6 separate regions of the Mus musculus genome follow, and all the other regions are linked to region 3. The links are chromatin contacts, called in public HiChIP or PLAC-seq and promoter capture Hi-C maps. All regions are on one chromosome and are shown on one strand. Each heading gives the region's core, a stretch centred on a gene start, on an enhancer-like site or on the middle of the called end of the contact. The rest is flanking DNA. Distances are from core to core; before and after follow the strand shown. Region 1 holds the start of Psmd9 (proteasome (prosome, macropain) 26S subunit, non-ATPase, 9). Region 2 holds the start of Vps29 (VPS29 retromer complex component). Region 3 holds the start of Anapc5 (anaphase-promoting complex subunit 5). Region 4 holds the start of Anapc7 (anaphase promoting complex subunit 7). Region 5 holds the start of Atp2a2 (ATPase, Ca++ transporting, cardiac muscle, slow twitch 2). Region 6 holds the start of Fam216a (family with sequence similarity 216, member A).

Region 1 (3,222 bases), core at 575-3,074, 410 kb before region 3:
CCAGCCGATGGTAGTGCACGCCTTAAATCCTAGCACTTGAGAGGCAGAGGCTGGTGGATCTCTGAGTTCAGGACAGCCAGAGCTACAAAAAGAAACTCTCATTCGAAAAACAAGACAAAACAAAACAAAAAATTGCTTTTTATCTGTTTTAAGCTTTACCAAGCCGGAGGCCTGTGACTTTAAACAAGTGACTTCTCCTTTCATACACACACACAGATATATGTGTATACACACACACATATACATACATACATATACACATACATATATACACATATATGTGTATCCATACATACACAGATATATGTGTACACACACACACACACACACACACACACACGGGTTTTTGTGTTTTTTTTTCTTTAAAGAGATTTGTGTCTGTTTAAACGTCTCCACGGGCGTGTGAACTTACACAGTAGTAAATTCTGGATCTCAACTCCAGTCCTTATGATGGCCAGTGCCTTTAAACCACTGAGCCATCTCTCCAGCCCCTGACTCCGCCCCTTTGAGCTTCAGGGACACAAGTTAACAATACTGCTGTGACAGTTTCCTGGCACAGCACACATACAAGATAGTACCTTTCAGGCACATGGTCAGCACCTACCTGGCCTGTAGAACCTCTATATGACACCGTCATCTGGCACCCATCACCCAGATGTCATTGTGCCCAGCAATGAGTGTGATTTAGCCTCCCCTTCCTCTATACACTGACTTGGGGTTTTATGAAAAATATATCTGCTTAGGAGGTAAACAGATCACAGAGCCAACCATTCCCCCTTCCTAACTGGGCAAGCATTGGCTCCACTCTGGCCCTGTTTCCCCTTTTACAGTAAAGACAATGTGCTTAATCTGGCTCCACTTAAAAGAGCAATTAGCAGAGGTGAGGGTTTTCTTAAAATCCAGAGTCTTTTCCCTATCCCAATTAGAGTCTGCATTTCATTTTTACTTTTCTTTTTTGTTTTTTTTTTTTTTTTTTTTTTTTGGTTTTTTTTTGAGACAAGGTCTAATATAACCCAGGACAGCCTCGAGCTTACTATGTAGGCAAGAATAACCCTCAAGTCCTGATCCCCCTGCCTCCACTCTCTAAACGCTGGGCTTAAATAGGGATGCCTCCCCTGGCTACAACGTGCATTTTAACAAGATGCCCAATTAATTCTCCCAGTTGACATTTATAAAGTCCTAAAGAAAAGCGGGTGGCGAGGCCAAACCTGGTAATGTCACCTACAGAAAGTGACAGTAGCGATTATCACTATGCCTCAGCAAATAGTCTATCCTTGCGACCGAGGCAGTTTCACTAAGGCCTATATCATGGTTGCACAGGCCCGCGATTCCCGCACTCAGAAAGATGAAGCAGGAGGATCACGAGTTCGAAGCCAGCTTAGGGGCTGCGTTAAAAACAAACAAACAAAAAACTTTAAAATGCAAAGTTAATGCTTCCGAAAATGAAAATTAATCCCACGTAAAGAAAAAATGCTTAAAGGGGCGTGTGGCACGCAGCAAAGACCCCCTCTAGGACACTGCTTGGCAGCGACCCCGAGCCTCGTCCGCAGGCCTCCCCGCCACACTCACGCTCTCCAGGACGTCGTAATTAGCCTTGATCTCCGCCTCGATCTCCTCCTTGCGTCGCATCAGATCCTGGATGTCGCTGACCGCGGCCGCACGGGCCTCGGAGGACTCTGCCCGGTGCGGAACGTCTTCACCCGACATCGCGGACCTCAAGCTAGAGTTCTGGGTTTCCCGGCTACGGACGCCAGCCGAGGCTGAGGCTACGGGTCCTCCCCGGGGCCAAAACAGCTCAGCCAACGCGCAAGTACGGAAACAGATGAAGGGTGGAGCTTGGAAGTGGGCGGGGTCACCGGCTAGATAGACCACGTGGTTTTCAGATGACCCGGTAGAGATAAATAGGCCCATAGAGGACATAGGTATTTACTCCCACTTTATCCTGACTCATTTCCACTTTTCTTGTTCATTCCTTTCTTTTTCATTCTGTCCCCGTCCCTCCATCCGTCCGTTTCCCCACCCCCCCACCCCACCCCGTTTTTCAAGACAGGGTTTCTCTGTGTATCCCTGGCTGTCCTGGAACTCACTCTGTAGACCAGGCTGGCCTCAAACTCAGAAATCCTCCTGCCTCTGCTCCCAAGTGCTGGGATTAAAGCCACCACATCTGGCTTACACTTTTTTTCATTCACTCATCTGAAGGCTGAGTAAACTGGATACCAGCTGTATAAATGTAAGAGGATCCAGTCTTGCCAACCTTGACACTTCAGTTCTTAACATCTACGAAGCCCCTGAGTGTTTGAAAGAGGCTTTCAAGCGATTTGTTTTTTGTTTTCTGTTTCTTTTCTTTTTCTTTTTCCAGACAAGATTTACTGCATCTCAGGCAGGCCTCTAACTCATTGTGTAGATGAAGGCGACCTTGAAGCTCTCCCCAAGTTTTTAGAATATTCTATTTCTTATTGTCATGATCACAGACACCCTCTAACCCCCCACTCCCATTCTATCCATTTCGCACCTCCCTCAACCTATCCTCATCAAAACTTCAAGACCTTTTTTTTTTTCCTTCTTTATAACCTAGTGTGCCCAGTGCCTTTGAGCATCTGATACTCCATCTGCTCCCTCCACAGGCAGGGATTACAGGCATGTACCACCAGGTATGGTTTATGAAATATTGGGGATCAGGAACACTCTACCAACTCAGCTATATCCCCAGCCACTTTCGGGCTGGGGATCCTCATGGTACAACCTATGTTCAAAGTTGGACCATTAACACCGACTATATATATTCCATGTGACCTTAAATAATTTCACCTTCTGCTCTCTGACCTTATTGTGTGACACTAACAGTAATATCTCTCGCTCTTTTTTTTCATTTTTATTTACTAATTTATTCCCTTTGGATCCTGATCAGAGTACACACACCCTAGCAACGTGTCTCTTAAGGGTGTCCAAGTATTTATTGACTTTCACCTCTGTCACGAGGTGCTGGTGTAACAGGCCCCCAGACCTTAGTACAACCGACTCCATAAAGAAAGTACCACTCAGGCTGGAAAACACAGCACACAGACAGCACCACCTGCCAAAACTAAAACAAAGCCGGAAGCCATCCAAGTCCACAGCTGTGGGAAAGTCTCTCCATGCACGAACCTTGCTTTTTGGCTTCAGTGGTTGTGCTCCTGGCTAATTGCTCTTGTGAACTAAGGTATATCACCCCAGGACCCGGTT
Region 2 (3,106 bases), core at 3-2,502, 470 kb after region 3:
GGAACGGCTTATAAAGCCACCTTTTTTTTTTTCTTTTCCATTTTTTATTAGGTATTTATCTCATTTACATTTCCAATGCTATACCAAAAGGCCCCCGTAGCCACCCACCCCCACTCCCATACCCACCCACTCCCCCTTTTTGGCCCTAGCGTTCCCCTGTACTGGGGCATATAAAGTTTGCATGTCCAATGGGCCTCTCTTTCCAGTGATGGCCGACTAGGCCATCTTTTGATACATATGCAGCTAGAGTCAAGAGCTCCGGGGTACTGGTTAGTTCATAATGTTGTTCCACCTATAGGGTTGCAGATCCCTTTAGCTCCTTGGATACTTTCTCTAGCTCCTCCATTGGGAGCCCTGTGATCCATCCATTAGCTGACTGTGAGCATCCACTTCTGTGTTTGCTAGGCCACCTTTTTAAAAGGTTGTCTGCACAAGGATAATCTGTGAAAAACGCAACGCGTGCCCAGCAGCCAGTGAGGTGCCTTCACTTTAACCTTCATCAGGACAAACAGCAGTCCCCCCCCCCAACTTTAGAGAGCAAAGAGTGCCTTCGAAAATCGGATTACAAGGACGTGTCTGCACAGAAAAGTCGTAGGGACAGCAATCTATTGGGGGGGACGGGCCTAAAGGTCTGATGCAGACTGGGTAAGCTAAGGCTCTCCGAACAACCCCGCGCATCTCCGCAGGCTCCAAACGATCCCCACGACATCGCTCAATGGGGCCGCAGCGGCCACAGGAGACGAGCAGTCCCCTTTCCGGGTCCCCGTCCGGAGTGGCGGCCAGTGCGACGGCTACTTCGCGCTCTGCCCCGAGGCCGGCTACCCCCAGCAAGCCGGGAAGGACCAGGAGGGAAGAGACGTGCGGTCACACCGACTGCCGGAGCCGATCTCGTGACCGGGTCCGGCCGCCGGGTCCGCCTCGCACGCCCTCTGGCCGCTGGGGCGAGGGGGCGACATCAGGCCGAGCCGCACCCTCAACCAGCCGCGGTCCTCCCGTTCCAACTCCGCGGCCACCCGGATCCTCCTCGCGCCCCCACCCCACTCCCTCAACCGGACGCCGCAGCATCCCGGCCCCACCCGGGTAGCAGCCGCCGTGGGGCTCACCATCCTGTCACCAGGGCTCCGTTCAATCACCACGAACGCCGCCGCCCTCTTCCTCAGGCTCCTCGGTCGACCCGCCCACTTCTTCCGCCACCAATGAGACGCGAAGTTGGCAAGAGCCTGTCTTACGGGGGCCCGTAAGGGTCATTTCCCGTCAAGGGAAAAAAAAAAAAAACCCGGCGCTGCAAGAAATCGCTCGTGGGCGGGGCAAAGGAAAGGCTGAGCTCGCGGAAAGTGCGGGGGCAACATCCGGGCACCCGCGGCTGGCGCGCTTGCGCCCTCCATGCCTGCTCTGCCCGTAGCCATGCTGAAGTGCGGGATGACGGGCGGCCAGGTGAAAGGTGGAGCGGCCATTCTTGCTTTGCTACTTAGAAGAGGGAAAAGTCTAACGCCTCGTGCAGGGTTTATCCATCGTCTTCTTCGGCCTCCTCCGCCATTCTTCGCCACGACTGAAGCTGCCATAGCGCGCCTCGCGAGGGCCATGCTGGGCTTCGAAGAGCATGCCAGCCCCGTTCCATTTGATTTATGTCCAGGGTTTAATTCGGTGACCGAGAAAAGAATTGTGCCATTGGGCCTTAAACTCGGATTGAGGAGGGCTGATGTGGAGAGAATTCAAGGGGGGAAATAATACTTGACCAGCAAAAGTATTTTTGAGCTGTGGGAAAACCAACCTGCTGCTTTATTCGACATTCTGCCGGAGACATTTTTTTTATTGTTGTTGGGTTTTGTTTTTGTTTTAATATATAATCTCGAACAATCCTCTCTGTCCCTCAGTCGAAAAATGAGACTAATATTAGCCCCTTCGTTGATAGAGGTTGTTAGAAGCATGGGCTAAATAAAAAGTCCATGTAGTGAGATCAGAAATTAGAAAGACTGTGTGGAGAACTGTATAATACATAGCCTTATAAGGGGGGTGGGATGCTTGGGCTGGGGACCGGGTTTGTGTGTAGACAGACCAAAGAAGGGCCAGTGTACCATCCCCCTTCAGAGGTTGGGAGAACTCAAAATGAATGAGAGCATTAGCACGGAAATTGGCTTGCAGGAGAAATAATGTTGAATTTTATGTCGATGCATATTTATTGAAGTCTTACTGTGTATGTAGGTAAGGGTATACGGCATTTCCTAATGTAAATTAGTCTATAAAACGCTGTGTGGATCGGCTGAGTAGTTTAACTCCCAGGTGTATCTTGACCAAAAAGTTCAGTGTAATCACTTAACGGGAAATTGTTCGGACATATTCAGGAAAAAAGGATTTCAAACCACTGTTTCCAGCTCTGTGGCATCACATACAATTAGGACACCGTGTGGTGAATTCCTGTCATGGTGCCTCCTCTCATAGTGATGCACTTTGCTAAGGCTTGACACAGCATCAAAGTTGAGATCGTTATAGTCTAACAACATGTTAACCTAGCCTAGCATGTTGGAAGCCAAGATGCTCAATGCTGTTGTCGTATGGATAGCCCATGAATGGATGCAAGTGCTAACCACTTAGTTTCCAGCCTTTAGCCCAAGATCAAGCGTAGAGCAATTAGTAGAGCCAGGATGAAATGGGTTAGTCGGAAAAGGCCTTGAAGTTTCGGAAGGATGAAGTTTGCCAACAATTTTGGATAACTAGTGTTTTGATTGAGGAGTAGTCTTGTCTCTGTAAAACTAAAATCCCCTATTTCCATCTCAGGCAGTCTGACCCACAGGGCGCTAACACGCAACAGAAGAATCACTTGCATTTGACAGGCATGACTAAGTTGTTCAGTGGATCCCACCGTCCTTTCTGGTTTTCACTTGAGTCCTGTGCATACAAGAGTAGTCTTGTGGTTTGTCTTCACTGCTTGGGAAGAATGTGAACGCACCTTTCTTTTCCTCCATAGTATTTGGGAAAGCAGTACAAACGCTATCACGAGTGAGCGATGAGCTGTGGCTAGACCCATCCGAGAAAGGTGTAAGTTAAAAGGCCTGCTGTGTCGAAAACCAAACCAAAAAAAAAAAAAGCCAGGTGTGCCTCAAATCCC
Region 3 (3,313 bases), core at 425-2,924:
GGGGCCAGAGTGAGCAGGGCCAGAGCAAGCAGAGGTCCTGAGCTCAATTCCCAGCAACCACATGATGGCTCACAACTATCTGTACAGCTACAGTGTACTCATATACATACATAAATAAATAAATCTTTTAAAAAACTTTAAAAAATAAAGAGCTATGAAAACTACTGAGAATGACTAATCACTGATAATATTTTTATTTTAAAATACTTATTTATTTTTATTTTATTTGTACGAGTACTTTGCCTGCATATATATCTCTGTACCACATGGCTGTCTGGTGCCCGCAGAAGCCAGAAGATACTGATGGACCATGTGGGTTCTGGGAACCAAACCCAATTTCTCTGCAAGAACAGCAAGTGCTCTAGTGCTCTTAACAACCGGGCTGTTTCTTCAGCCCTGATAATAATACTTTAAGCTCTAGAGAACTAAGTGTCTTGAGAAATACAGATAAGTAGAAGGGGCATTGTGAAAAGTCAGACTGAAAATACTGTAGACCGGGGGTTGGTTTTAAGAGCTTCATTTACCTGATGTTGGACTTTGTAGTGACTTAGGTGGGATACAGATATCCATTCACAAGAAGGTGGTCTTACCTTTTGTTTCACTATGGGTATCGCACTTGCAAACTGACACGTAGCTGCCTACAAATGGCATTTGTGAGATGTTGAAGAAAAACATGGGCTCTTGTCCTTACAAAAGGAGAATAAGGACAGGCATGGTGGCTCCCTACTGCTAGTAGGGAGGCAGAGGCAGGTTCTACAAAGGGCTGCATGGTGACACCTTGTATCAAAAAAATTTAATATGAGTGAAAAAAATGCTTTTTGTTTTTGTTTTTCTAGACAGGGTTTCTCTGTGTAGCCCTGGCTGTCCTGGAACTCACTCTGTAGACCAAGCTGGCCTTGAACTCAGAAAAGAAATCTGTCTGTCTCTGCCTCCCACGTTCTGGGATTAAAGTCGTGTGCCATCATTGCCTAGCGAAAAAAAAGTTTTTTGAGGCAGGGTCTTCTTAACTATGCAGACCTAGCTGGCCTGGAACTGGCTTTATAGACCAGGTTGGCCTCGAATTTATGGAGATGTGCTTGCCACTGCCTGTGCCTCCAGGTTGCTGGAGTAAGAGGCAGGGAGCTATCACATCTAGTATGCAAATATAATTTAAACATGCCAATTTAATCCCATTGCTTTTAAATACAATGATTTAAAAATGTCTTTTGGGCAGGGTAGATCATTCAAATCATCTCAGCTATTGTCGCGAGTTCAAGGCCAGTTTATGCTACTTAGTAAGTTTTTTTTTTTTTTTCTCCAAAAGGGGAGGAGCATCGCTTCAGCTGAAGGTCTTTGTTAAGAGAGCTTCCCTGGTATACACATATACAGGCGAGGTGTCTTGTTCAATTTCGTGTACCGCTAGAGGCAAAGATGCAATTAAATGGGGGCGAGAAGGAAGATCAAATTAAATAAATACACGCGTGGCCTGTAGTTCACGCTGTCTCTGATCAAAATCCCTGCGTCTTCCTCCCAGATCCCTGTCCACGTCGACTAGGAACCTGGTCGCCTTGGTTGAGCGTTTCTGTAGGGAACCGATTTGCCATAACACCATTTATGTCCCACCCCCTCCCCTACCCCCGCTCACTACAGGTTTGGCTGTTTTGATTGGCTGTCAGTCTTCCTTCTGGTCTTTGATTGGTCGAAGGCACCGCCGGGGTGGGAGAGGGACACTGAGGCCCCCGCTACTGTGGGAAACAGTCTTGGGCGGGTTAAGGTGCCGGGCGGCTGCAGCCATGGCGTAAAGGCGGCTCGTGGGCGCGGCGCGTGGCAGGCCTGGAGAGGGCCTGTCCTTGCCGGCGTCCACGAAGAGCCAGGACTTCAGCCCGATGATGACCAACGGGGTAGTGCACGCCAACTTGTTTGGCATCAAGGACTGGGTGACGCCCTATAAGATCGCCGTCCTGGTGCTGCTCAACGAGATGGGCCGCACGGGCGAGGGCGCCGTCAGCCTCGTGGAGCGGCGGAAGCTCAACCAGCTGCTCCTGCCCCTGCTGCAGGTGAGGGGCGCCCGCTCTTTCCCGCCCATTACCGCACGCGCGCGCGCGCTTCGCGTGGGCCCCGCCCTGAGCTGGAGGGCAGGGAAGGTCCAGCCCCGGGGGAGGGGCCCTGGGGGCGGGGCTTCATCTTGTCACTGAAAAAGAACACTAGCAACTGCATGATATTTCATCCTAAGCTAACCGGCATGGTTTAACTCTTTTCCTATAAATGATAAGTTTTGAGGGTTTTTTTTTTTGTTTTTGTTTTAACATATAGGTTCTTTTAGTTTGGTTTGTTTGTCTTTTTTTGTTTGTTTTTGGGTTTTTTTTGGTTTTTCGAGACAGGGTTTCTCTGTCCTGGAACTCACTTTGTAGTGGTTTGTTTTTCTTTTTTTCTAACTTGTTTATTTATTATATGTAAGTACACTGTAGTTGTCTTCAGACACCCCAGAAGAGGGGGTCAGATTTCATTACAGATGGTTGTGAGTCACCATGTGGTTGCTGGGATTTGAACTCAGGACCTTCAGAAGAGCAGTCAGTGCTCTTAACCGCTGAGCCATCTCACCAACCCGTGGTTTGTTTTTCAAGACAGGGTTTCTTTGTGTTGCCCTGGATGTCTTGGAACTCGCTCTGTAGACCAGGGTGGCCTCCAACTCAAGAGATCCCCCTGCCTTTGTCTCCTGAGTGCTGAGATTAGAGCTGTATACCCAGCCATACAGGCAATCTTAAAATAGTATATGTCAAATACAATTTCCCAAGAAGTCGAGTTGGGTTACCTACATCTAGAGTGGTGTAAACACTGACTTTCTAAAAATGGCCCCAGTGAGTAATTTTAAACCTTGTCTAGAGAAGGCTCTGCTTCTGGGTTAGCCTTCCTTCCCCAGTTCAGAAAACGATGAAATGTGTTTATACTCAGGAGAACTAGAGCACCCACCTTTGTATAGTGCTTCCCGGTGTGCAAAGCCTTTCACAGTCTCCCACTTAACTTTTCCACAGACAAAGGAGATAGTGATTATTAAGTCCATTTAACTGATGGAGACGGGCTCAGCGTTGCCTGTTAAGAGTAACAAAGGAAAGAGAGCCTTATCCTATAAATCCTGTTCATTTTTCTTTCTCCTTTTTTTTTTAATAGATTATTCCATTGACTAAAACCAATCTACAAATGTGAAGTATGTCTTCGTATTTTGCATAGTCAGGAAAATCCTGATTCCATGTGTCTCGTTTGGAATGATTGATAAATGACTCTTTTCAGTCGTTTCTCAGTCCGAAGCTCTTTGCCCGTTATCTCTAACCTTATT
Region 4 (3,091 bases), core at 23-2,522, 400 kb after region 3:
GCTCCTCTATGTTCTCCAGGGTGTGATCTTGGTCGACCTACTGGACCTCCCTGTAATAAACACATTTCCTTAGCATTTTTTTTTGTTTTGTTTTGTTTTGAGACAAGGTTTCTCTGTGTAGCCCTGGCTGTCCTGGAACTCACTCTGTACACCAGGCTGGCCTCGAACTCAGAAATCCGCCTGCCTCTGCCTCCCAAGTGCTGGGACTAAAGGCATGCGCCACCACTGCCCGGCTCAGGCAGCGGTTCTAAAGTGAAGCCACCGGTGCCAATGCTTGCTCTGAGAGCGCTCGGGCAGGAGGAGAAATTAGAGAAAAGGAATGACTAGGTTGACTTGCGGAGCCACGTCGAAGAGTGAGCAATGATGGGGAAATTTTTAAGCAAGGCCCTTACAGGCAATTCAAGCCTACAACTGTCCCGGGCTTCCTTTGAGACGCAGTAAACCCGGCTAGATAGAACTGTCACTCCATCGGTAGTGTTTTGCCTAGCACGCCTGAAATCCCTGGTTCGATCCCCAAGGTCCACACGCACACTGAGAGCATGGTGGGGGTGTAAAACACCAGTTAACCCCCCCCCCCCAGCTTCTGGGAGGCGTAGGCAGGAGGGTAAGAAGGTCAAGGTCTTCCTTGACTACACACACACACACACACAGCCTGGGGCAGGCTAGCCTGGGCTACAGGAGACCCCTGTTTGTAAACACAACCACACAAAACCAGTCACTCCCCGGCGGCAATGTCGGGCCTTACATTAGACTGCCAGGGTTCCTTTTAAATTAAAAAAAGGCGCCACCGCGCCCGCCACCGATGCTCTCAGTCTCGGAAAGTGGGGTCCCCTCCCTCCGCTGGGGTGGCACCCCCACGGCTGACACTCGGTGGACTGGGTCCCCGGGACTCAGGGGACTTCGTCGTTCTGGAAGGAGCCAGAACTCCGAGGCCACCGAGGCCGGATCCCGCGCAGCCCTCCGCGGGACCACACCGTCCCCCCGCCACCGCCAACCCCGGCTCCCGGGACCGCCACCTCCCCGCCTCTCCAACTCACGGGTTGTTGTTACTCATGGTGAGCAGCAGGCTGCTGAGGAGCCGCACGTTGGAGTGCAGTCCCGCAGCCGCCATGTCCCGCACGTGGTCTATCACACTCATCCTGCCCGGCAACACCGTGGCCCCCGGCGACACCGCGGCACCGGCAGCGGCGGACAGAACTCCCGGGAACCGAGAGCAGAGGCTCGGGGAAAGTTCCAAAATGGAGACGGCGCCGGGGTCCTTCCGGTCCAGACGCGGCTCCGCCCCCCGAAGATGGAGGTAGCCACGGACGTGCCTGAGTAAAAAGAAGCAGCGGCGAAAGGGTTTTCTCCATCATCATCATCTTCAAAGCCATCCCAGTAGGAATCGTAGTTTTGCTGCGCTAAAGACAGCCTGAGAGGAATGGATGCCTCGCGGAGGCTAGTAACAATGCACAGGAGTTCATCCTAAACACAGCGGAGGCGGAAAACGGACAGTTAAAAATTGAATTTTCGAATCAGGCGCGCAAGGGCTGGCTTTCTCCAACTACGGGAGCGTCCTAGGCGAAGGTGGCACGCCCCCCTCTCCTGGCGACTCTTGTCCCTGTCACTGGGAATAGATTCCTTGGTGCAAGGCATGGCTTGCCCGTCCAAGTGACCCGCTAGATCCAAGTGCGAAGAAAAGATAGTTACAGGGATGAGCTGGATCTCTGATCGCCCCACTGTCAACATCTCAAGCCTTTACGAACTCGTTACTGCATTGCATATTCACAAATCGCAATGCTGAAGCCATTTCCATAGAGGGAGAGAGCCGCCTCAGAAATTAAAACTGCATGCTCTTGCAGGGGAATTCGGTTCCTAGCACCTACCTGGTGGCTCACAACAGTCTGAAAGGCCAGCTCCAGGGCATCCGACTCCTTCCTCTGGCGTCTATGGGCACATACATGCATGTGGTGCACAGACATACACACTCAGGCATGCAGATACTCATAAAAATACATTGAAACAAACAAACAAACAAACAACAACAACTTGGATCTGGAGAGATGGCTCAGTGGTTAAGAGCACCGACTGCTATACCAGAGATCCTGAGTTCAATTCTCAGCAACCGCATGGTTGCTCAAAACCACATTTAATGGGATCTGATGCCCTCTTCTGGTGTGTCTGAAGAGAGCAATGGTGTACTCATATTCAATAAATAAATAACAACGTTGGCAGGGGGTGGTTTAATTCTAGCACTTGGGAGTTGGGCCGATCTCTGTGAGTTAAAGATTAGCCTGGTTTATAGGGTGAGTTCCAGGACAGCTAGGGATACGCAGAGAAACCCTGTTTGAAAACGCTTAAAACAAACAAACAAACAAACAAACAAATAAGTACTTTGAATTGTCAGTCCTTCTTTGCCGACAAGGAAACCAAAACTTTCAAATGTTGAAGCTGGGCAGCCTGAGAGTAAAACCACTTATCAGCAAGGCTAGTTTTGTAAATTCAATCCCCTGTGTGGGAGGAGAGACCTGACTCCTTCACGTTGTCCTCTGAGACAGCCGCATGTGCCTCTCACTCGCACAAAATAAATAACTACATGCAATTAAAATGTAAACAACTGAAGCTGTTTGCTTAAATTTGAGATTCAAGGCCATTTTTTAAAAAAGATTTAGTTATTTATTTTATGTATATGAGTATACACTGTAGCTGTCTTCAGACACACCAGAAGATAGCATCAGATACCTTTATAGTTGGTTGTGAGCCACCATGTGGTTGCTGAGAAATGAGTTCCGGACCTTGGAAGAACAGCCAGTGCTCTTAACCACTCAACCATCTCACTAGCCTATGACAAAGACATCTTGACCCCACGTGAGGAGTGGGTGTGGCAGCAGTCCCAAGAAGGTGCCCAGGACTGCAGCTAAGTCTTATGACTTGCACCTGACTTCCTCATACACCTGAAAATAAGCCACAACCTTCATGAGAGCTGCGCAGGTGCACCAGGATACTGGCGAATCCATTTTGGTGGAGACATGCCCCTGCTGCCCTGATTGGCTGAAGCTGCGTGCCTGGTGAGGTGATATGGCCTGCTGTGAGTGGATGGGGACTGAGAGTA
Region 5 (3,367 bases), core at 643-3,142, 320 kb after region 3:
CAAAACAAAAAAAACCACCAAACATCTTTCAGGAGGGGACCGGACAAGGAGGAAGATGGCCTGAGGGAAAAACTGGGAACCCGTGTTGTAGGGTGCACCTCCAGCCCCTGAAGGAGGGGACTACAGAACAAAAGCCAAACCCAGTGAGCATCACAGACAAACTAAGAGAGGTCATGACCTTCCTACTCTCAGTGCCCCTTGCTGTAGGTACGACAGAACTGGAATCCAGCTAGGAGGGAGACCCACCAGCTCTCCATCCCTCCCACCCTCTCACCCCCCACCTCGCAGGCAGTCACCTGATCCTCCAGAAGAGGCTGTGACCTAACCAGTTTCCACCTTGCTTCTAGGGAGTGCATTGCTATACACTAGAATTTTTGTTTGTTTGTTTCGTGTAGGGTTCTGTTGGTCCTGTTCCAAGTATCAATCAGAACTGCGTGCCAGCCTCCACTCCTTGGAAATAATTAAATGAAGTGACGTACTTGATTTTTTTTTTCAGTCGGGTAAAGCACCATGATTTGCATCTGCTGAAGGAATCTATCTTAAGTCTTGAGGCGGAGCCTTGTGGGACGTCTCAAGTGATTGGGGGGGGGGGGTGGCGTTGCTAAACACTCAAGAAGATGAAATGCTTTATTTTGCAATCTATGCCCTTCATGAAGCCGCATTTTGTGAAGATATTTGCAAATTCAATGCAAAGGGCCTCCTCCCTGTTAAGTATGGCTTCCCACATTCCTCTGCTTTTTAAATTTATTTTGTATGTTTTAGACAAGGTCCAACGTGGAAGACTGCTCCTAAACTCCTTCAGTGTCTGTCCATGACCTTGAACTCTTGATCCCGTGGCTTCCACTTCTGTTCGTGGGATCACAGGCGGGCTCCGTATAGCCTCTTTATATTGGCAAAATTACCTTGCATGCTAGGCTCTGTACAGACCTCACAGAAACAACAGATGATCTGTGGTTTAAGAATAGATTTGGGATTGAAGGCTCCTTCTCTCGCATTGGGGGAAGTGGAAGTCTTATATAGCAGCCATCATTTGGAAGCCAAAGCCAAGCCACCTAGCATAGCTGCTACAGCATAACCTGTGACTTCTATGCAGACGTGTGTCAAAGGCTGTGTGAGCTACTAAAAACGAAATAAAACTTCCTCCTTCCTCCCCCAAGAGTGGGATTCCCTGTCGGGGCACAGAACCCGCAGGGGAAGGAAGGGCTGGTGTTGGCGTGCGATGGAGATGAGGCTTTCGGCTGGGGGTGTGGGATGCGGTGTTCCCGAGGCGACAGATGAGCGCTTTTGGCTGTGTGGGAAGGGAACTGCGGAATTCCTCCCCTTGGTTGCTGAGGGGGGCTCTGAAGGAGACATTAGGATGCAGAGCACGGCTCGCGCTGCCCAGGACGCGGAGGCAAGCCAAGGACACCAGTGCGAGCGCGCCTCGGCCCCCCTGCGTTCCCGAGCCTCCCTGCCAATGCGCGGTCCCAGCCAGTCCCCAACCTCAGCGGCAGGGCAACCAGCACAGAGCGCCCACCCGTGAACTCCGCGCTCTATCCCCGCGCGCGGTCGATACGGGAAAAGCCGTGGCCCCGGAAAAGTCAGGCTCACCCTCCGCCCGCGCCGGTGGCCGCAGCGCATCGAGCACAGCGTGGACGCAGAGGTGGCCCTGGCCCCGTGCGCGCGCACAGGCGCCGCGCGCGGCCTCGATCCGGGTTCCTGGGGGGCGGCGCGCGGGAGGAGGCGGGGCCTGCTGGCGGCGTGGGCGCGCGGTGCGCGCGCGCGGGAGGGCGCCGGAGGAGGGGGCGGGGCCGCGCCGCCCGCGCCGCGCTGGGGGCTCTCTCGGCCAATGAGCGGCGTCCACATGCCGCGGCGGCGGCGAGAGGGGAGGCAGCGGCGGATAAATGCTATTAGAGCAGCCTCCGCGGAGCCGTCCCCGACGCCGCCACCTCCCGTCTCCTCCGCCGCAGTTCCCTCCGCCGCCGCTGTCGGGGGTGCAGAGCTGAGGGGCTCGGGCCGGCGCGCCGCGCAGCTCCTCTCCCGTCGCCTGCCTCGCGGTTCCCGGCGCCGAGGGCTCGGCCCGGCGCCGCTCCTCATCTGCGCCCCGTCTCCTCGGCGCAGCGCCCGGGGCCTGCGCTGCCCGCGGCCGGCTGGCAGCTGCTGAAGCGACCCACACTCGCGGCGGGGCGGGAGGCTCGCAGTCCCTCGGGCGGGCTCGGCGAGGCCGGGCCGCGTGCGGCGGTTTCTGGGGGAGGGGGCTCGGGTGATTCAGCGCCCCGGTCAGGCGGAAGCGGCCGCCGCCGCCGCGGAGGAGGAGGAGGAGAAGAAAAAGGAGGGGACAGCTGTCCGCGCCCGGGCGCCCGCGGTGGCACGAGCCCGCGGCCGGAGTGCGAGGCGGTAGGCGAGGAGGCCGCGGGGACGCGAGGCGAGGCCGGCCGGGGCCCCCGCAGCCATGGAGAACGCTCACACAAAGACCGTGGAGGAGGTGCTGGGCCACTTCGGGGTCAACGAGAGCACGGGGCTGAGCTTGGAGCAGGTCAAGAAGCTCAAGGAGAGATGGGGCTCCAACGGTAGGTGCGGGGCGCCGGGGCTGCAGCGGCGCGGCGCGGGCCCGAGCGCCAAGGAAGATGGCTGACCCGGCTCCACCTCGTGGGGCTTGGCTCGGCGCGGCGCCCGACGGCTGCGAGAGGCCGGGCGGTCCACGCGCGGGTCTGGGCCATCGCCGACCTCTAGGGGTCTCGAGCCGGTGACCTTCCCGGCCGGCGCTCAGCGAGTCGGATTGGGGGGGGGGGAGAGGGAGTGGGAAGGAGGGAGGAGGTTCCTGCGGCTGGGCTGAGTCCCCCGCGGATTTATGAGGCGTCGATGTTGTTGAGAAACCCTCGGACCGTTTCTTGTGCTCCCCAAAGTTGCACATCTGGCAGAAGTGATGACCCAGCTGAAATGACTGCATGGTCCTGGAGGCCGGAGAGGGCTTACGGGCAGTTCCGAGGCCACTGATTACCAGGGCTGAATAATTTTCTCGGGGTATCAAAGTGGAGACAGATTGTTGTACGTTCATACACCTATATCCGCCATTCAGACAACGATGGTGGTGAATTTAGCAGTTTTTAATAAAAGCGCTAATACAATATCTTCATTTTTCTTTCTGCTTTCCTCCTGACACGTTGCTGTCGAATTTCGGCCTTCTAGAATTGCCGGCTGAAGAAGGTAAATAATATTAACATGTTATTTTGGAGAGATGATGTGTGCAGGCTGATTGATGTGGACAATTGAAACAAATGGTTTGTTTTTTTTTTTTTTTTTTTTCCTTTCCTTTTCTAACAGGAAAAACCTTGCTGGAACTTGTGATTGAGCAGTTTGAAGACTTACTAGTTAGAATTTTACTGCT
Region 6 (3,308 bases), core at 259-2,758, 450 kb after region 3:
CCAGACAATTCTCCCCTCTCTGAGCCAGTGTCCACCCAAGCCAAACTGCACCTCCAGGGAAACCCTGGGAAGGCGATGAGACCAGAGCTGCAGATCTAGATGCAGGGCGTGGGCTCAGGATGTTTCTTTAACACAGTCTACAAATTAACGTAGGTTACAGAAATGACCTCCTCCACGCTCCACGCTTCCTTTTGACAGCCTGTTCTCTCTACCTAGGACAGCCCCACCATACAGATGCACTGTAACTGACAGGTGAGCTGTGTACCTTCCAGATCAGATGACAGGCCCTGTGGAGTCACACAGCCATCTCTAGTACTCTGAATATTGTATTTATTAAATATTAAAATGATACAAACACCTCTATAGACTCTAGGCATCCCTCAAATGTCACCATTGCCGTTTCTACTGTGCTTAAGTGTCCTTAGCATCATTCTCTTAATATGTACACAAAGAAACACTGTATCACACAAAAAAAATAAATATAAAAACTAGAGCCAGGCAGTGGTGGCAGACGCCTTTAATCCCAGCACGTGGGAGGCTGAGGCAGGCGGATTTCTGAGTTCAAGGCCAGCCTGGTCTACAGAGTGAGTTCCAGGACAGCCAGGGCTACACAGAAAAACCCTGTCTCAAAGGAAAAAGAAAAAAATGCCCACAAACAGTGCATATCTACAAACTTATCTGAAACCCATACTCCAAACTTCTGAGAAAAAGGGAAGAAAAGACCCCATACTGGGTGCGTGGCAGGGGGCCTTGTCTGGAATTAGACAGGGGAAAAAAAACCAAAAAAACAAAAAGACCAACAACCCAGACTCAGATTCCGGGGCGGACCTAAGTAAGCGTATGATTTTGAACAAAATAAACCTTTCTGTGTTTGTAATCTGTAGAATGGGTATAGGATCAAGCACACAGAATGGATATGAAGACACCTGGAACGACCAGGGCAGTTCCTGGAGCAAAGGTGTCCTGCAGCTCTGTCTGGGTGCTGGACAGAACTGAAGTCTTTTGGGAGGACAGAACAAGCTCTTGAGCGCTCAGCCCTCTCTCAAGCCGCTCAAGAGCTATTAAAGCTGCTATCACTCCCAGACAAACAAAAAAAAAAAAAAAAGCAAGGTACAAGCAGAGAGCAGGAAGCCGTATACCCAGGGTTTCCCCGGAGCCCAGCCACCCACGCACCGCAGCTCCTCCAGGCTCACCTTCCCGCTGCCCGCGGGGCCCATGACGAGCTGCGCATATCGAGGCATGCCGCCTCTCCGGGGGTTTCACACACAGCCGACGGCCACACTCCCTTCAGCCTTCGCGCGACAGCCACGGCGTTCCGGGGAATGTGCGTAGGAGCCAATCGCAACCACAGATCGCTCGTTCAGCACGGGTATTTACTACACCATAGACTACGGAGCGTCCCCAGGGCCAAAATGCCTTCCGAAACGCGTGCCGTGCTCAGAGAGGAGGCGGGGACACGAGTTCGTTCACGCGTGCGCAGAGAGAGAAAGAGAAAGAGCCGAGAGCCGTTATCGGTTGGGCCTCCGGCGAAGGCGGTTGCCTAGGTGATAGCGGATCGCGAATTACGCTCCGCGCCCCCGGGCCGCAGCACCGGTGCTTGGGTTTGACACATAGGGTGACAACCGAAGGTCTGCAGGTCCTCTGAGGGTCTAGAATACTGAGGTGGATAAGGAATACTTGCTTTAGGGTGCGTGTGGATGGATTTGCCCTGACGCGTCCTTGTCAGCGAGAGATGCCCAGGCGCAGGAGCCTGGTTACCTGAGGTTCCTCCGCCCTCGGGTCTACAGCTCCAGGAACTCGGGTCTTCCTCCGCACCATCCGGCGGCCACTTGAGCAGGGTCGGAGTGGGGAGAGCCGGAGGCCGCCGACTCAGAGCCGGTGTGGTGCACGCGTGTGGACGGGATGCCGAGCCGTTGGCCCGGGGTCGCGGGGCCGCCCGCCTTGGCCCGGACGGAAGGCGGTGAAGGGTGAGGCGGCCTTGGGAACCCCTGCCGAGGAGGCGCGAGACGGGGGGGGGGGGGGGGGGGGGGGGAGCGGGCTCTAGCGGGGCTCGGCTGCCGAGGCGGCCTCGGAGCAGGACAGAGACTGAGCTTTCGGGCTCCTAACCTGGCGGGGAGCCGAGGGTCCAGCCGCCTCGGGCCTGGGAAGGTTTTAACTGTCCCCTAGATGGCTGAGGACAGTTGACTTCTGATATCACAGCTGGATGCCATGCTTCCCTGTCCCCCTCCTGGCCTCCTTCCTTAAAAAAATCAAGAGGCGGGATGACTGGGATCCAACTAGGCCCACAATCATGGCTCTTGTAGAATCTGAATCCGTGGCCATGAAATAAAAATATATTTATGTTTATTAAGTACATTATTATTAAATGTACATTTTATTGTAAATATATATTTGGTGCTAAGACTTTTTTTTTTTTTTCCCCGAGACAGGGTTTCTCTGTGTAGCCCTGGCTGTCCTGGAACTCACTGTAGACCAGGCTGGCCTGAACTCAGAAATCCACCTGCCTCTGCCTCCCGAGTGCTGGGATTAAAGGCGTGTGCCACCACTACCCGGCTACAGGAATCAATTTCATTTTTTGAAAAAAGTAAAAAGACCAGATCCATGATTGGAAACAATTAACAAACCAGCGTACTAGTTCCAGCACAACGTAATTGTTCTTTCCAGGACAGAAATTACTTCTATTAAAGAACAAGAAAGATATCATGTGGCTAAGTACAGGAACCAAGCAAACTACAGGCTTGATCTCACTGTAGAATTAGACTAGGACGCTATGAGACCAGATTTACCTAAGTCCTTTCTGGTAAAGTAAATATTAGACTAGGGATCCAGCTTGGTGGTAGTAGAGCACTTGTATAGTGTTGGTTAGCCCTGAGTTCTATCTCCCAGTAACATACACACACTCACACGTTCATCCTAGTATGCTAAAAATCTGACCACTCACTTAGAAAAAGCTGTATTCTTTTTTGTAGCCAATCTAGAGGAGAAACTTGGTAAGACATTGATGGAAACAGGAAAAAGTCAAGAGCGTGTGCAGCTGTCTCTGTTTTCAGACATCCAGTCCAGCTGGGAGTGGTGCCGCACGTCTTTAATCCCAGCACTCTGGAGGCAGAGGCAGGCGTATTTCTGAGTTCGAGGCCAGCCTGGTCTACAGAGTGAGTTCCAGGACAGCCAGGGCTACACAGGGAAACCCTGTCTTGAAAAAAAAAAACCCAAAACATTCAGTCCTCAGTGGCTATGAGGCTGCCAGATTACATTATGCGTGTTCTTTGCTAACAGATCAGCTGGACATTCTTATCCCCAGAATTCCA

The links. HiChIP or PLAC-seq counts read pairs in DNA pulled down with a chosen protein or histone mark. Capture Hi-C pulls out chosen DNA fragments and counts their contacts.
Region 1: a contact with region 3 is called in a FOXA1 HiChIP or PLAC-seq map of pancreatic cancer cells. The contact joins the promoter of Psmd9 here to the promoter of Anapc5 in region 3. A contact is called at or near these places in 1 of 39 promoter capture datasets (hippocampal neurons), 2 of 115 datasets of contacts at active chromatin or transcription factors (memory CD8 T cells and pancreatic cancer cells) and 1 of 9 other capture datasets (pancreatic islet).
Region 2: a contact with region 3 is called in a promoter capture Hi-C map of pancreatic islet. The contact joins the promoter of Vps29 here to the promoter of Anapc5 in region 3. A contact is called at or near these places in 5 of 39 promoter capture datasets (3T3-L1-derived adipocytes, cranial neural crest, embryonic stem cells and 2 more), 2 of 115 datasets of contacts at active chromatin or transcription factors (bone marrow-derived macrophages and memory CD8 T cells) and 1 of 9 other capture datasets (pancreatic islet).
Region 4: an H3K27ac HiChIP or PLAC-seq map of embryonic stem cells shows a contact between it and region 3, with 3 times the contacts expected there. The contact joins the promoter of Anapc7 here to the promoter of Anapc5 in region 3. A contact is called at or near these places in 6 of 39 promoter capture datasets (embryonic stem cells, erythroid cells, hippocampal neurons and 2 more), 1 of 15 datasets of contacts at CTCF or cohesin (the NIH/3T3 cell line), 1 of 484 Hi-C or Micro-C datasets (embryonic stem cells) and 8 of 115 datasets of contacts at active chromatin or transcription factors (the NIH/3T3 cell line, astrocytes, cardiomyocytes and 4 more).
Region 5: a contact with region 3 is called in an H3K27ac HiChIP or PLAC-seq map of microglia, with 9 times the contacts expected there. The contact joins the promoter of Atp2a2 here to the promoter of Anapc5 in region 3. A contact is called at or near these places in 11 of 39 promoter capture datasets (the HPC-7 cell line, HPC-7-derived erythroid cells, cranial neural crest and 6 more), 1 of 15 datasets of contacts at CTCF or cohesin (the NIH/3T3 cell line), 3 of 484 Hi-C or Micro-C datasets (all in embryonic stem cells), 3 of 115 datasets of contacts at active chromatin or transcription factors (effector CD8 T cells, large pre-B cells and microglia) and 2 of 9 other capture datasets (liver and pancreatic islet).
Region 6: an HNF4G HiChIP or PLAC-seq map of pancreatic cancer cells shows a contact between it and region 3. The contact joins the promoter of Fam216a here to the promoter of Anapc5 in region 3. A contact is called at or near these places in 4 of 39 promoter capture datasets (3T3-L1-derived adipocytes, cranial neural crest, embryonic stem cells and 1 more), 1 of 484 Hi-C or Micro-C datasets (cortical neurons) and 5 of 115 datasets of contacts at active chromatin or transcription factors (bone marrow-derived macrophages, embryonic forebrain, embryonic stem cells and 2 more).

The regions. Positions count from the first base shown.
Region 1 is chr5:123,226,792-123,230,013 of GRCm38.p6, reverse strand. Psmd9 (proteasome (prosome, macropain) 26S subunit, non-ATPase, 9) reads right to left here and starts at 1,824. Exons shown (of 6, transcript NM_026000.2): 1 at 1,570-1,824. The coding sequence starts at 1,707.
Region 2 is chr5:122,352,474-122,355,579 of GRCm38.p6, reverse strand. It overlaps Vps29 (VPS29 retromer complex component), which reads right to left and starts at 1,252. Exons shown (of 4, transcript NM_019780.2): 1 at 1,104-1,252. The coding sequence starts at 1,106. It overlaps Rad9b (RAD9 checkpoint clamp component B), which reads left to right and starts at 1,375. Exons shown (of 13, transcript NM_001382853.1): 1 at 1,375-1,441; 2 at 2,966-3,036. The coding sequence starts at 1,405.
Region 3 is chr5:122,819,703-122,823,015 of GRCm38.p6, reverse strand. It overlaps Anapc5 (anaphase-promoting complex subunit 5), which reads left to right and starts at 1,674. Exons shown (of 17, transcript NM_021505.3): 1 at 1,674-2,036. The coding sequence starts at 1,866.
Region 4 is chr5:122,420,625-122,423,715 of GRCm38.p6, reverse strand. Anapc7 (anaphase promoting complex subunit 7) reads right to left here and starts at 1,272. Exons shown (of 11, transcript NM_019805.4): 1 at 1,038-1,272. The coding sequence starts at 1,138.
Region 5 is chr5:122,500,750-122,504,116 of GRCm38.p6, reverse strand. It overlaps Atp2a2 (ATPase, Ca++ transporting, cardiac muscle, slow twitch 2), which reads left to right and starts at 1,892. Exons shown (of 20, transcript NM_001110140.3): 1 at 1,892-2,549; 2 at 3,169-3,186; 3 at 3,304-3,367. The coding sequence starts at 2,432.
Region 6 is chr5:122,370,542-122,373,849 of GRCm38.p6, reverse strand. Fam216a (family with sequence similarity 216, member A) reads left to right here and starts at 1,508. Exons shown (of 7, transcript NM_026883.4): 1 at 1,508-1,967; 2 at 3,277-3,308. The coding sequence starts at 1,903. Gpn3 (GPN-loop GTPase 3) reads right to left here and starts at 1,342. Exons shown (of 8, transcript NM_024216.2): 1 at 1,194-1,342. The coding sequence starts at 1,241.